2 separate regions of the Arachis hypogaea genome follow, and region 2 is linked to region 1. Evidence: chromatin contacts called from public Hi-C data. All regions are on one chromosome and are shown on one strand. The core of a region is the stretch at or near the end of the contact, and the rest is flanking DNA. Distances in the headings are between cores, read along the strand shown. Region 1 holds the start of LOC112783016 (sulfite exporter TauE/SafE family protein 3). Region 2 holds the start of LOC112783827 (signal peptide peptidase).

Region 1 (7,046 bases), core at 2,982-5,481:
ACCTCTGGGAATTGCCAATGACAATGGAACAGAACTTGCAAATCTTCGTCGCTGCTTATGACGAATGAATCGTACTTCACATTATCTCGCAAAACGAAAATCGAAATTCTGTAGAATAACTTCTCCACCCGTTTCATGCCTTGCAGCCCCAGTTTTTGGATTATAGTATTATGAAACTCAGTGAAACTCGTTCAAGGTTTGAAAAAAACACTAAGCGAATCCTTATCAGTAAACTTAATTCCAGAACGCATTTTTTCTTAATCGATCCTATATAGTACACCAAAACTTAAAAACTCTCACACTAGCCATTGCAAATCACTATGATAAGGATTTCACATTTAACAGCTATTTATATACATTTGTGACTTAGTAAATCGAATTAAGTTATATCCATTTATATATCTTGCTGAATACATACTAAATCGACTTGCCCTGTGTCGATTTATTCATGGACATGACGAGCATGGTAAATTGAATTGGGCTCGTTCGATTTACTAGGAACCCTCACCATGCATGCATAAAATCGAATGAGTGTGATTCGATTTGCTTGAAAAACTACTAAATCGAATATGGTTATTTCGATTTTCTATCAACGAACCTAAATCGAATATGCTTACTTTGATTTGCTTGAAAATGTCTTTTAGGAACATGCATGTAACATTTTTTTTGTTTGGGTGATTTGCGTAAACTTAAACTAGCATTGGTTTATTTAGGGTTTTTACCCTAAATTAGACATTTTAATTCTTAATAAATTTTTATTAATTTGTATTTTTAACAATTATTTTTGTGGGACAATTAATATCTTTGTTATTTTTAATAAGTTTTTTCACATACATATTAATTCATAAATACCAATAAATTTACAATATAATTATAACAATTAGAATCATGAATAATATAATTATAAAAAATTATATTATTCAAAAAAAGGACCAATGTTTTTCAAAGATGTCTAGAGTCGATGTTTATTTTTATTTATTTTTTAATGAGTAATTTAGAGAACTAATATTATATCTGTTAATTTTAAATAATATTATAATAAATTATCAAATAAATTTAGCATAAATTTATTAAAGATAAAATTTTATTGAATTTTAGTGTTAGATATTCTTCTAATTATGTTTAAAATATTTTGATTTTTAAAAATTTTGATTTTTTTTAATATTGAATGTTGATTGTAATATTAACTAAGCAATATTGACTCTAAAGTCTAAACACACTTTCTCTTTTAATTTTTGGTCAACCATATTCCTGTTCATTTTGATAAGCTATATGGTAGTCGTTAGCATTTAGCTAACTGGGATTGAACTCCGAATATCAGCACATTTGCAACATGGTACTATGGTAGGTAGGTGGGTCAATTGGTCATTAACTTCTGAATCGAATATACCCCACATCCTTATGTTGGTCTTTTTTTTTTTTTTTTTTTAATTCTTATAAATGTTAATGTTAAGGTATATCAGTATATGAACTGCCCCTGAGCCATATGATGGCATTTATTCCTCCTTTCCGGATAGAAATTTTGAGATCGAGCCTCTTCTAATATAATGCAACAACAAAAAACAGCATATGAACTTGATCAATTTTCCTATGAGCTTAATTTCGATTATACTAAATATACATTAAAATTAACTACTAGAATTAATCATAATATAAAATATATATTAAAATATAAATATATTAATAATTAATTTTAATATATAAATAATATTTGTATTTAAATTTTATGTAATTTCATGTAATGTAGGAGCATAATTTTCATATGATTTATGCCATTAAATAACTTTGTAAAGAGTGAATTTAAAATTTTATTATTTTTTTAAAATTATTTTATACATGTTAATTTACATTTTTTTTATGATCATAAAAGTTTTTTATATATGCTACTAAATTAGCCATTATATATTTGTCAATATTTATATATAACGAATACTAATACATATTTATACATGACGAATACTAATGCGTTCTTTACAAAATAAAAAGTATAGTACTTTTTTAACTGCAAAATTTAAATTTTAAATACTAAATTTTAAACTAAAAATCTGAACTTAAATTTTAAATTTTAAATTCTAAATTTTAAATTTTAAATTTTAAATTTTAAAATTAAAATATTAATATAAAATATAATAAATAAAAGTTAAATTTTATTTAATCAACAAAAAATAAGTACTCTTGATTAAATAAAAATGTCTTTAGACGTGCTTTATATATATATATATATTCACATATTTTTCTAATTGAATAATCAATTATTAAAATAATCAAATCTATCATATTAGAATAAAAATTTGTAATAAATAAATAATTAAAAATATTTGTTTGTAATATAAAATTTGTAATAAATAAATATTTAAAATTTTATACTAAATTTTATATTAGATGTATACTAAAATTAGTAGTTACTAAATATAAATACTAGTATAAAATAATCACCAAAAAAAAAATACATATCTATCTATTCTTCTATTCTATTATATCAAAATTAGGTTTTTATATTTAACGATAGAGCTGACATGACATGTTTTTGAGATTATTTTTTAGATTTATTTTTTTAACTCATTAAATGTAATTTATTATAATAAATTAATTATATCAACAAATTAATTTGATTAGATATTTAAATTATTACAAAATTTATTATAATTTATATAAATATATTTTATTAATATTTTTTAATTTATTTCTTTTAATATTCTGATAGTATTTTCTAATTGATTTTTTTATTTTATTAAATCAAATTAATTATATTATGTGTATTAACTAATTAATTTATTATTCATTAAAATAATAAATCTATGAATAAAATAGGCAACTAAGATATTTTTAACTAATAATTAAATCAAATAAAATCATATGTATTTAGCCAAATTCAAATAATGTGAATCAAGGACTACACTAAAATAAAATAATTTCTTACTTAATTAAATTAAATGCAATAAATATAAATTAATTTTGTTAGATAACTATAGTCTTCTGGTCTTTTATATATAAATAGTCAAACAAAATTATGAGAATCATCATTTTTATCGCTCTTGCTATTTCAGCTCTTCTTTTCTTTTCTTTTTTTTATGCGTAAATTTACTCAAAATGAGAAAACATGGATACGTGTTTTATTGATTGTTTGTTTGATGAATACTATAGTCCGGAATGTCTCAATTTAGGTATTCTATCACTGTCAATAGAAGTTAAACCTGTAGTAATTCAGGATAGTCAGTGTATTTTTTATAGTATTAGATAGAAGAATATTTGTTAAAATAAATATACCCATGGTAATGATTTTTTTTGTTAACCTGTTATATCTTTTACCTAACAAACAATATTCATGTTGAATATATTATTTTTATCACAAGGCATACATGATTTATTGATAATTTTATATAAAAATATTTCTGTAGTAACCAAACACCATATTGTTAACGAGCTAAAGTTGATTCTCTTATGATTATGTCAATGTATAGTACTTTCAGATAAAAACTGATTATATTACATTTGTTTTCAATGAGATAGACTAGCTTTTGAACCTAATTACAGATTGAGTGAGGAAAGTTAAAAAAATATTAGTAATACAAACAAAATTTATTTTTAATACCCAATAATAATACATATATGAATTAAGACTGATATTAATTATCAAAAAAAATTCGGAACGAAAATTTTTTTTGATTTATACCTTAAAAACTAAAATCGTACTTAACTTTTATAATAATTATTATATATATTTTTAGTTTACTTTTTTAATAAAAAATTTTTATATAATTTTATGTATCTTTTCCATACAAAACACAAAAACATAAACTAGTTCAAATATAAAATACATATTATAAATAAATTAAACAATATATATATATATAACAGATTAATTTTAATGATTAATTTTAATATTAAAAATATTATTTTTAAATTCTATATATATATTTTATTATTTATAAATAGTGACTAATTTTTTATATATCTATAAATAATAATAATAATAATAATAATAACAACCACCACAATAATAATGACCTTTTATATATGGTAGAAATTAGAAAATAGTCTCTTAAAAAGATGTAAATAATTATATAATATTTTACAATAAAACATTAAAACTACATCAAAATTAAATTCAACTCCGGTACCTATAAGTTTTTTATTTATTTTTTCCTCCTTGGTTGATCTCTTTAGTACTATTCTTACCAATCCAAAAAAAAAAAAAAAATCTTTATAAATACGTTGTTGCTAGTTCCAAACTTACAATAATTATTCACAAGTTCATATTTTTGAAGAGAGAGAAAGAAACTAACGAAAAAAAAAGAAAAAGAAAAAGAAAAAGGAGCTGTTTTTCGTCACCTCGCCAAAACTCACTGCAAAATTTGTTGTTGTGTCGAGTTCCCATCAACGCTTCAATCTTGAGCTCAATCGTTGTTTTGTTCTCTTCCCAATCAACAAGTACTCATTGTTTTTTCGTATCTGCGTTGTTACTATCTTTGATTCTGATTCTGTTCCTTCACGCCAAAGTGAACTCCTTGGAAGTTTGCTCATTCAATTTTAATTTAATTCTTCGCCCCTCTTTTCTACAATATAATCATTTATTTAAGCCATAGACGCATACATCAAATTAAAATAAACTCTTTCTTATAATCGTCAATTGCTTGCCTTAACTGACTTGCTAGCTGTCAAATTCTGTTTATCTTAGAAAATTAGCACAGATTTGATCACAGAAACGTGAAATATTTTACCCCATATAGTTCTTTTTAATACTATAAGGTGGTGAAGATTCAAACTTTCTTTTGAAGAGAAAGAGTAGAAAAGGAAGGAGTTGTGTTGAAGAAAAAAAAAGTGAGAAAAAATTGATTATGGCTGAGTTTGGAGGAAGATGGTTGAAGGGTGTTGTGGGAATGGGATCCATATGGATGTTGTTGCTGTGTTTTGCATCTGTTATGGTGTTTGTTTCTGGTGAAAGGATGATGAAGATGGAAGTTCCATGGTTCAATGTTACTCAACAAGATCAGAGTTTCCTGAACATAGCTGTGAATTTCTTATGGCAAGCTAATGAATCAGGTTATCAACATGTGTGGCCGGTAATTAAGCTCTTTATCCTTTTGCTTTTTCTTTTCTTTTTTCCTCACTTGATTTGTGTGTCTGATATTGTTTAATCTTCCAAAGGCGAAAAGAGATTTGGTGTTGTTTTGTTCAGTTTTTTAAGTCTTCTTTTTCAGTTTTAACTCTCATGGTGAGTAGTGAATGGTATACAAGTTCAACAACCTTTTTGAATTCTTTGATTTTTTTTGGCTGACCCTTTTAAATGTATTTTGGGATTCAAAAAAGAGTTTTTTTATTATTATTATTTTCAAATTGGTAGTGCAGTTATGTTATGTAGCAGCTTTGGCTAAAAAAAAGTGCTGCTAGAATTTATTGAATTTATTGTGATTGCTGATGTGTTGATGTAAAGTTCATTTTTTCTATTGTATTATAATTATTATTATTATTATTATTATTATTATTATTATTATTATTATTATTATTATTATTCTGTGTCGGGGAAGTTTATAAATGGATGTTAATATATCTTTATTATAATATGTGCAGGATATGGAATTCGGGTGGAGAATTGTGCTTGGTAGCTTTATTGGATTTTGTGGAGCTGCATTTGGAAGCGTAGGTGGTGTTGGTGGAGGTGGCATATTTGTTCCCATGCTTAGTCTCATCATTGGTTTTGATCCAAAATCATCAACTGCTATCTCAAAATGTAAGACAAAAGCACACATAATAATAAATTTGATGATCACCATTCTGCTATAAATTTCTCATTTGAGTTTGTTTATGCCAGATAGTGTTTAGGTGTACTAGCTGATTTGGCTCAGAAAATTTTAATCTCAAGATTTCTGCTGTTATTTTTCATGAGTTATTTTAGTAGTTGCAGGAAGAGAATAATAAAAACTTGGGGTCATTTTTTATTCATTTTTTTAATGTGAAAATGGTGTGAAAGCTCATAGACTAAATTTATCACTAACATTGTATTATAATAGTTTTACATTTCAAATAAAAGAATTGCAATTCCCATGAGTCCAATTATCTTCAATTATAAGCCAATTTTGTTTTTGTTTTCAGGTATGATCATGGGAGCAGCTTTGTCAACTGTTTACTACAACCTTAGACTAAGGCATCCAACATTGGATATGCCTATAATTGACTATGATTTGGCACTTCTCATTCAACCAATGCTGATGCTTGGAATCAGCATTGGAGTGACCTTCAATGTTCTTTTCCCTGATTGGATGGTCACTATACTGCTTATTGTTATCTTTGTAGGTAATGATGAATCTTAACACTGACTACAATTTAGGCTTTCTCCTCGTTCTTACAGTTCTTACTGATCTTTGATGTGGTTTTTTGCAGTTACATCAACCAAGGCATTCTTTAAGGGTGTGGAAACTTGGAAGAAGGAAACCATAATGAAAAAGGTCTCGTTAAAATTTTTATTCATATATAGTTTTCGGTGCTCCTCATTTTAATTATTGTTAGTAAATCTGTTTATTACAAACACTCAATTATGGATGCTTTCTGATAAATTTGTAATAATGATATTTTCAGTGTTTAATTTGGTGTCAATAATGTAGTGCTAGATTGCTAATTACTCGTTGCTCACTTCTTAACTTGTCTTGTTTAATTGTTGTTTAGGAAGCTGCTCAGCGACAAGAGACAAATGGTGAGTTTGGAAATCTTGTATTATGTACCTAAACACTCTCCTTTTGGCTTTAAATAACTGTCCATTTGGATATACTAATCCATTAAAACTTAATAGTTCAACTTGGCTTTGTTCATGATAATTGAACTTTTGATGTACTATTATCTTGGATCATTTTCTCATGTCAAGGTTTATACAACTTTCTTTGTGATAGGTTCTGGTGCTGAAGCAGAGTACAAACCTCTTCCTGCCGGGCCAAATGGTGGCACAGCAAAGAAGGAGGAACACCAGGTGACTGATGTCATTATTTTTCGGCTGGTTCTAATTGAACAAAATGAATTTCATGTCTAACAATTCAGACTTTGCAGGTGACTAT
Region 2 (7,046 bases), core at 1,814-4,313, 200 kb before region 1:
GGATTTGTGCTTAACCTCTTCTCTTAAATAATTGACTAAAGAATTAGCAATTAATGAGGTTAAAGAGAAATTGAATTACTAAGGAATTGAGGTTTAATTAATTATGGTTTGCCAAAGTTGTATCTTTGCATGATCAAAATAGAAAGTGAAAAGCATTTGTCCTGAAGTTGAAACATCTCCAAAGCCTTAACGTTTTTAATCATATCATTTTTTCTACTCAATTATTGTTGCTTTCATTTAAATTATTGTTTTGGTATTTAAATAATCTCAAAGCAAGTTTTCACTTGTCTAATTAGAATAATCAGTTAACCATTACTTGCTTAATCTGTTAATCCTCGTAGAAACGATAACCCACTCCCGTGATCTTACTTGATACGATTCAGTGTATTTGTCGAGTTGTGGTTTTAAAAAATTATACATCATAAAAGCAGAATCGGAGACACGCGATGGGATTCCAGAACGAGAGTTATTGTTTTGCGGCTTGATAGAGAAAATTTGTGCCGATTCGGAATTTCACAAAATAACTTCCGTTGCAAGTATAGTCCAAACCGGCAATGGATCCTCTCAATTAAAGTTTAGTTCAAATAAAAAGAACCGAGAGTAATTAAACCTCGGGTCGTCTTCCCCAGGAACTATTGACCACAAGCGCACAATTTTAGTTGTAAGATCAAGGGGTTTTCAATAATGAAGCAACCAAATAAAGGAATAAAAGAACAATCAAAATTGCAACTAATGAACTAATAAAGGAATTAAATAACTATCTATATAATATGGACAAGTAAAGCTCTAAAATGATTGAAGTATGGTTCAAAACATAGATGGAATCTTTGACTTGCGATGAGTTATGGAATCCCTTCCTTACCATAACCACAACTATAATAATTATAATGGATTAATCTCACCTAGTCAACCTTTAACATCGAAGAGTAAGTCAAGTGAGCATAATTGTTATTAATCCACAAATCCTAGGTAACTTACTAATTACCTTAGTAAAAAGCTAGCGTTAGTGGAAACAATAATAACTAACAACCCAAGAATTATCACTGAATGTTGGACATTATGACTCTAGTATTTCATATACTCAATTCCTCAAGTCGAGGAGTGAGAATCTACCTCATAATCAAAATTGACATTTCATCAAACACATGGAAGGCATATTTACAAAACATGGCAAACTTATAAAATTACTTGAAACTAAGAACAACCAATGAACATAGTCAACAATGGCAACTCAACAAACATAAAATAACCACTAAATATCAAATTAATCAACTAGAAATCAAAATTACAAAAGTATATATGTATTGATAAGATGAACTAAAATATAAGAAAGTGTAGAATAAGTAGTGTAATAAAAGAGAAAATTAAAAAATACTTACAATGGAAATAGCTAGAATCCAAGATTAAAATTGGAAAATGCAAACTTGTAGTATAAACCCTAACTAAACCCTAAGAAAATTGAGAGAAAAATCTAACCTAAAACTATCTAAAACTATCCTAAGTTTGTTGTGTAATGTATGGTGTTGTATGGTGTTGCTAGCCCTTCTTATATGCTTCAAAACCTTTTAGAAATGGGTCTGGAAACCTTCCAATTCGCGAGCCACGTGACTTTTTAAAGAAATCACGCGCTGGTACTTATGCGTACGTACAGAATGTTGTGCGTACGTACACATGACTGTGTACTTTTCCTTTATTTTCTTTATATTTTCTCTCAATTGCATGCTTATCTTCCACTTTTATCAAGTCATTCATGCCTATTACATCTTAAATCACTTATAAAAAATATCAAAGCATGGAATGGAATAAAAGTGGAATAAAATTGATTAAATTAAGTACAAAATAGCATGTTTTCACAATTAAATATAATTTAAAGAGAAAATACAAAAGTATGCTATTTAGATGAATAAATATGAATCTATATAAAATCCATTCAAATCAATCCAAAATTTATCATCTTCATCACGACTCATCTTTTATATATTAAATAGATAGATAGATATTCGTTTCTAATATATTACCATATTTGCTAAAAGATTTATTTCCTGCAATATATGTAATAAATTTTTACAAAATAATATCTTAAAAATATAAATAAAATCAAATATAAAACAGCTGAAATGGAGTAAATTAACAATAGAATATGTGGTCAAATCAGAGCCGTTAAAACATTTTTATTAGAATTGTCAAATTCATTTATTTTTGTCAAAAGATAGAATCCCCCTCTTTCTCTTCTCATTAGTGTAGTCAAATTATTAACCAAGTTTCCAAAATGAAAAATTCCAGTAGTTGTAGTCACTTAATAATGTAATAATCCACTTGCCATGTTGTTATTGGTTAGAACACCTCAACTGACGTGGTTCATTCGGTTTCCCACTTTTCTTAAACTCAAGCAGCCAAAAACCGAAACTTTATTTTATAAGAAAACACTTTGGTCTTTTTGAATAAATTCTTTACTTTAATTTTGGTATATTCACAATGTAAATTATAGACTATTTTACACTAACACATAACTATTTAATTATATTTTTTTATTATTATTTACACATTACCTGTAAACGTCAATTAGTTTTATTAACATGACAATATATAATTAAATGTATTTGTAGTTTTTTATATTCTTAATATATTAAAATTAAATTTTAATTTTTTTACTTTCTGAAGTATTTGAAAATCATTCTGATCTCACAGATTTTTTTTTTCTTCTTGAAAGAATTAGTTTATTAGTTTATTTTATAATTAATCATTTTATAATAAAATTCACATCCATTTCACATAGTTTATTCAATCTAAAATTAATGAAATTTCACATCCATTTCTCATATTTTATCAATCGGCAACCGCCCTGCTCCTTTCCTTGGTCCCTTACTCTGATTCTCTGAAAGCTAATCTAATCTAATTTAAATTTATTAAATATTAAATAAATAAACAATAATATTACGTATAAATTAAAAATTAATCATTATATATATATATATATTATTTAATTTATTTTTAATATATATTTTATATTTTAATATATATTTTATTTAGATTGTTAACTTAGTAGTTGTATAATAAAATGTGTATATTTATTTATTTATTTATTGAGTTCTGTTTGGTGAAAAGAGGGATGAAACTTGAAAGTATCTCTAATCCACCGTTTCATTGAAAATGGCTTGCCCTCTCTAAAATATCTAAATTTCTCAATTAACCCTCTTTTTTCTTCATTTCTCTTTGTTTTACTACTTTAAACCCTAATCCTTCCCTTTCTCCGATCCGCTACTCTATTTTGTGCCTCACCGATTCAAGGTTCATTTCACTCCCAACCATATCAATATTCAATTTTTAATTATATTTTTTTTCCATCCATTATTTGGGGTGAACCCGTTTCCAATTGATCCCTTGCGGGGTTTTGATTTTTTTTTCTTTAAATTCTTGGTCGCAGGGTAGTCCCATTCTCGCTACGGTTGACTTCACTAGATCTAGAATTGTTAAAGAGAAATTTAACAATATGAAGAACACGGAGCGGGTTGCGTTTTTGGCTTTAGCAGGTTTGCTTTTTATATTCTTTTTCATTCTTTTAGTGAAATTCAAGGTTTCTTGTTTCAGTTTATAGTATTAACGAGCATTATGAGAACTATAGTTCAAAGCATTTCCTGTTTTGTATGAAATTGGGTGGGTTTTGTTTTGAGAAAGGTCTCAAATTTTACTATTTAGATTAGTGTATGATATGGTTTGGTATGATATGGAATGTTAATGTGCTTGTTTAGTGAAATGTTGATAATGCTAATATGAAATTCTTGTGTGGTTCCATTGCTGTTCCTTGAATGCTGATCACTATACATTAATGGCATTTTATTTGTCATGGCAGGGTTAACCTTAGCACCGCTTGCTGTGAAAGTAGATCCGAATTTGAATGTCATTTTGACTGCTTGCCTCACTGTGTTTGTGGGTTGTTACCGTTCTGTCAAACCGACTCCTCCAACTGTAAGTAGTTTTCTTTTTTTGTTAATGCCAATTCTATGCTCTGCATTACTTTTTGTGGCTCAAGATTTAGACCTTCGACTTCTCTGATTCGCACTGGGTATGATTATGCAGGAGACAATGTCCAATGAACATGCGATGCGATTTCCTTTTGTTGGGAGTGCAATGTTACTGTCCCTTTTCTTACTCTTCAAGTTTCTCTCCAAGGACTTGGTGAACGCTGTATTGACAGCCTACTTTATTGTGCTCGGGATTGTTGCATTATCGTATGTTCTTTTCCTTTTGTCCAGTGTACTTGCTTATATGGTCAACAGTCGTTTTGGATATATTTGCTGCTTATTAGACATTTGCTTTTATAATCTCTACAGGGCAACACTATTACCATCTATCAAACGGTATCTGCCAAAGAAGTGGAACGAGGATGTCATAGTCTGGCGCTTCCCATATTTTCGATGTATTTGACATGATGCCTGCCTCCTTAATGACTGCTGTGTTTTTTCCATAATATTAGAATTGATGACTGTTTTGATGCTGTGATGTATATCTATACTATGGATAAGATGTTTAACCAAGTAATAAACATAAATATACTAATTTATTCAGATATCATGTGTTCGCATAATAATTAGAAGGGTGTTATGCTCTGATTAGATTAAATACTCTTGATGGTGGTTTAGCTTTTTGCTTACTAAAGAATTCTTCTATTTGATTTTACTTTTATGTTCTGTACGATTAATATGATCATTAATCATTGACTGGTGACAGAGCTTACTACCTACATTGTTGCTTTCTTTATGTGTTGTTTAGTATATTGTGATGATGATGATATGATTATACACTTTCATTATGGTGTTTTTGCTGCTGCTAGCTGCTTGCTGCATTTGATTGGGATGACCTTATCTGCTTCTATCTTGCAGAATGATGTTTTTACTTTCTCCTTTCTTACACAGCTCTGGAGATTGAGTTTACAAGATCACAGATTGTTGCTGCTATCCCTGGCACGTTCTTTTGTGTGTGGTATGCTTTGAGGAAGCATTGGCTGGCAAATAATATACTGGGTCTTGCTTTCTGTATTCAGGTTTGATTCTTCATTCCTTAGATTGACAGGCTTGATGAAGAAAATTAAATAAGTCCATTGCTTATCTTATTATGGTTGTCTGTAAAATTGAATTTCAGTTTTGTTAGTGCTTACTACATGGTAATTGATACCATTGGTTCCATCTCTAATGTTTCCAGGGAATTGAAATGTTATCTCTAGGATCTTTCAAAACTGGTGCTATTCTCTTGGTAGGTTATTTTTCTTTTCTCCAAGTAATTGATGTAAGTTTTATTATTATTTGTGGAGAATTTTTCTCTTCCCCTTGTTTTGATTTAAATAAAATAAAATATGAAGGGCCTCCATCTTGATTGAAAATAACATCTCTCTCCCTCCCTCCAGTTCATTCTGATATTTGCAATCTAATTTAAGCTTGTAAATATTTTGAATTGAAAATAATATATTTTATTCCATGCTGATATAATTAGATCTTTGATGATTTTTTAGAAGATAAATTATATGCTTTCATTTTTATCTCTTTTTTACTGTATACGTGTATTTTGCAGGCCGGTCTATTTGTATATGACATCTTCTGGGTTTTCTTCACTCCTGTTATGGTCAGCGTTGCAAAATCTTTTGATGCTCCAATAAAGGTTAAAACCTTACTGAATTGGAAACTTCTGTTTATCCATCTTCATTTGAATTTTTATAGTGTAATGTCACTCAAATCTTTAATCAACTGAGTTTCTTCCTGATTTATAGTTCTGTTATTCTTCACAGCTTCTGTTCCCCACAGCAGATTCTGCAAGGCCGTTTTCAATGCTTGGGCTTGGTGATATTGTTATCCCTGGTAGGATCAGTCTTCTTCTCTACACAGTTCATTTTATGAAATTGTGCCGTAATGATTAGTGCGGTTCAAAGTACATATCTGGTATTAGACTCTCTTACACTATGTCTGTACCTTTTCTGGGAGAACGAGATGGAATTGAATACCAAATGATATTGGCAATTTTCTGGGAGGCCCATGGTACATAAAATCCCCATGAATTTGCTAAGCCAGGTGTGAGTAAGCCTGTGCCTTGACTGGCACTTTAGGGGCTGATTGGTTTATTAAGTGTTTTCATTTCCATTTTCGATGAAAATGAAAATAAGACATGAAAATATGAGTGATTAAACATTTTAAAAATATTTTCAACGGAAGCATTTTCAAAAAAAAAAAAAAACATAACAAAGTAAAAAAAAAAGGCTATTTTCATGTTTTCAGTCTTTTCAGTTTTAACTTTTGAAAACGTTTTCAAACCAAAACACGGTGTTTTTTATTTTGGGACAAAGGTTCGAATCTCTCTACTCGTCTTTATATGTTTACTTCAATAAATTTTGATATTAATTAATTGATTCGTTTGGTGGAAAACCAATTTTAGTTTCGATTTTTTTTTGTTTCAATTGATGTTTTTTATTGTTATATAGTGCCATAGGAAATATAAAACCAACTATATATATATATATATATAAGAGATACCAAATTTTTCTAAAATAGTATAATAAGATAGTAATTTATTTCCTATTGATACCGTATAAAAATTAATTGTTAATTTAATAAAAAAATTAAATAACTAAAATCGTACATTTAATATAAAAATATAGTTTTGTGATTTTAAACTATTGAAAATACATTTTGAAAATAAACCAACCAAACATATTTTTATTATTTTCGATACTTAGAAACGAATCTTCTTTTCACAAACTAATCGCGGTTTCTAAAATGTGAAAAGTTGAAAATGAAAACAGAAAACGAAAACAAAAAATATCTTCACAAACCAATCAGCCTCTTAGTAACCACTTGTTTTGGGGATGAAATGATGCAAGAAATCTGCCAGCTTCTTGATTTTGCTGCCATGTTTATTTCAGTTTTTGGGTTATAACTTCAAACTGGACTGGCGATCATTCTTCATAGATTTGTGATTTTCTGTATAATCCATATGTATGTGGAAGTGAGAATTTTTTATGATTGCTGGGCTGTTTCTTCTGTTTGTTTTGATTTTATGTT

The links. Hi-C and Micro-C count contacts between places; a contact is called where the count stands out from the background.
Region 2: a Hi-C map of leaf shows a contact between it and region 1, with 1.8 times the contacts expected there. The contact joins the promoter of LOC112783827 here to the promoter of LOC112783016 in region 1. A contact is called at or near these places in 2 of 8 Hi-C or Micro-C datasets (both in leaf).

The regions. Positions count from the first base shown.
Region 1 is chr20:125,037,162-125,044,207 of arahy.Tifrunner.gnm2.J5K5, reverse strand. LOC112783016 (sulfite exporter TauE/SafE family protein 3) reads left to right here and starts at 4,231. Exons shown (of 13, transcript XM_025825746.3): 1 at 4,231-4,431; 2 at 4,750-5,063; 3 at 5,572-5,731; 4 at 6,094-6,294; 5 at 6,382-6,446; 6 at 6,664-6,691; 7 at 6,885-6,961; 8 at 7,039-7,046. The coding sequence starts at 4,839.
Region 2 is chr20:125,234,663-125,241,708 of arahy.Tifrunner.gnm2.J5K5, reverse strand. It overlaps LOC112783827 (signal peptide peptidase), which reads left to right and starts at 3,063. Exons shown (of 12, transcript XM_025826898.3): 1 at 3,063-3,288; 2 at 3,425-3,530; 3 at 3,851-3,966; 4 at 4,078-4,229; 5 at 4,332-4,417; 6 at 4,914-5,041; 7 at 5,200-5,250; 8 at 5,566-5,652; 9 at 5,780-5,849. The coding sequence starts at 3,491.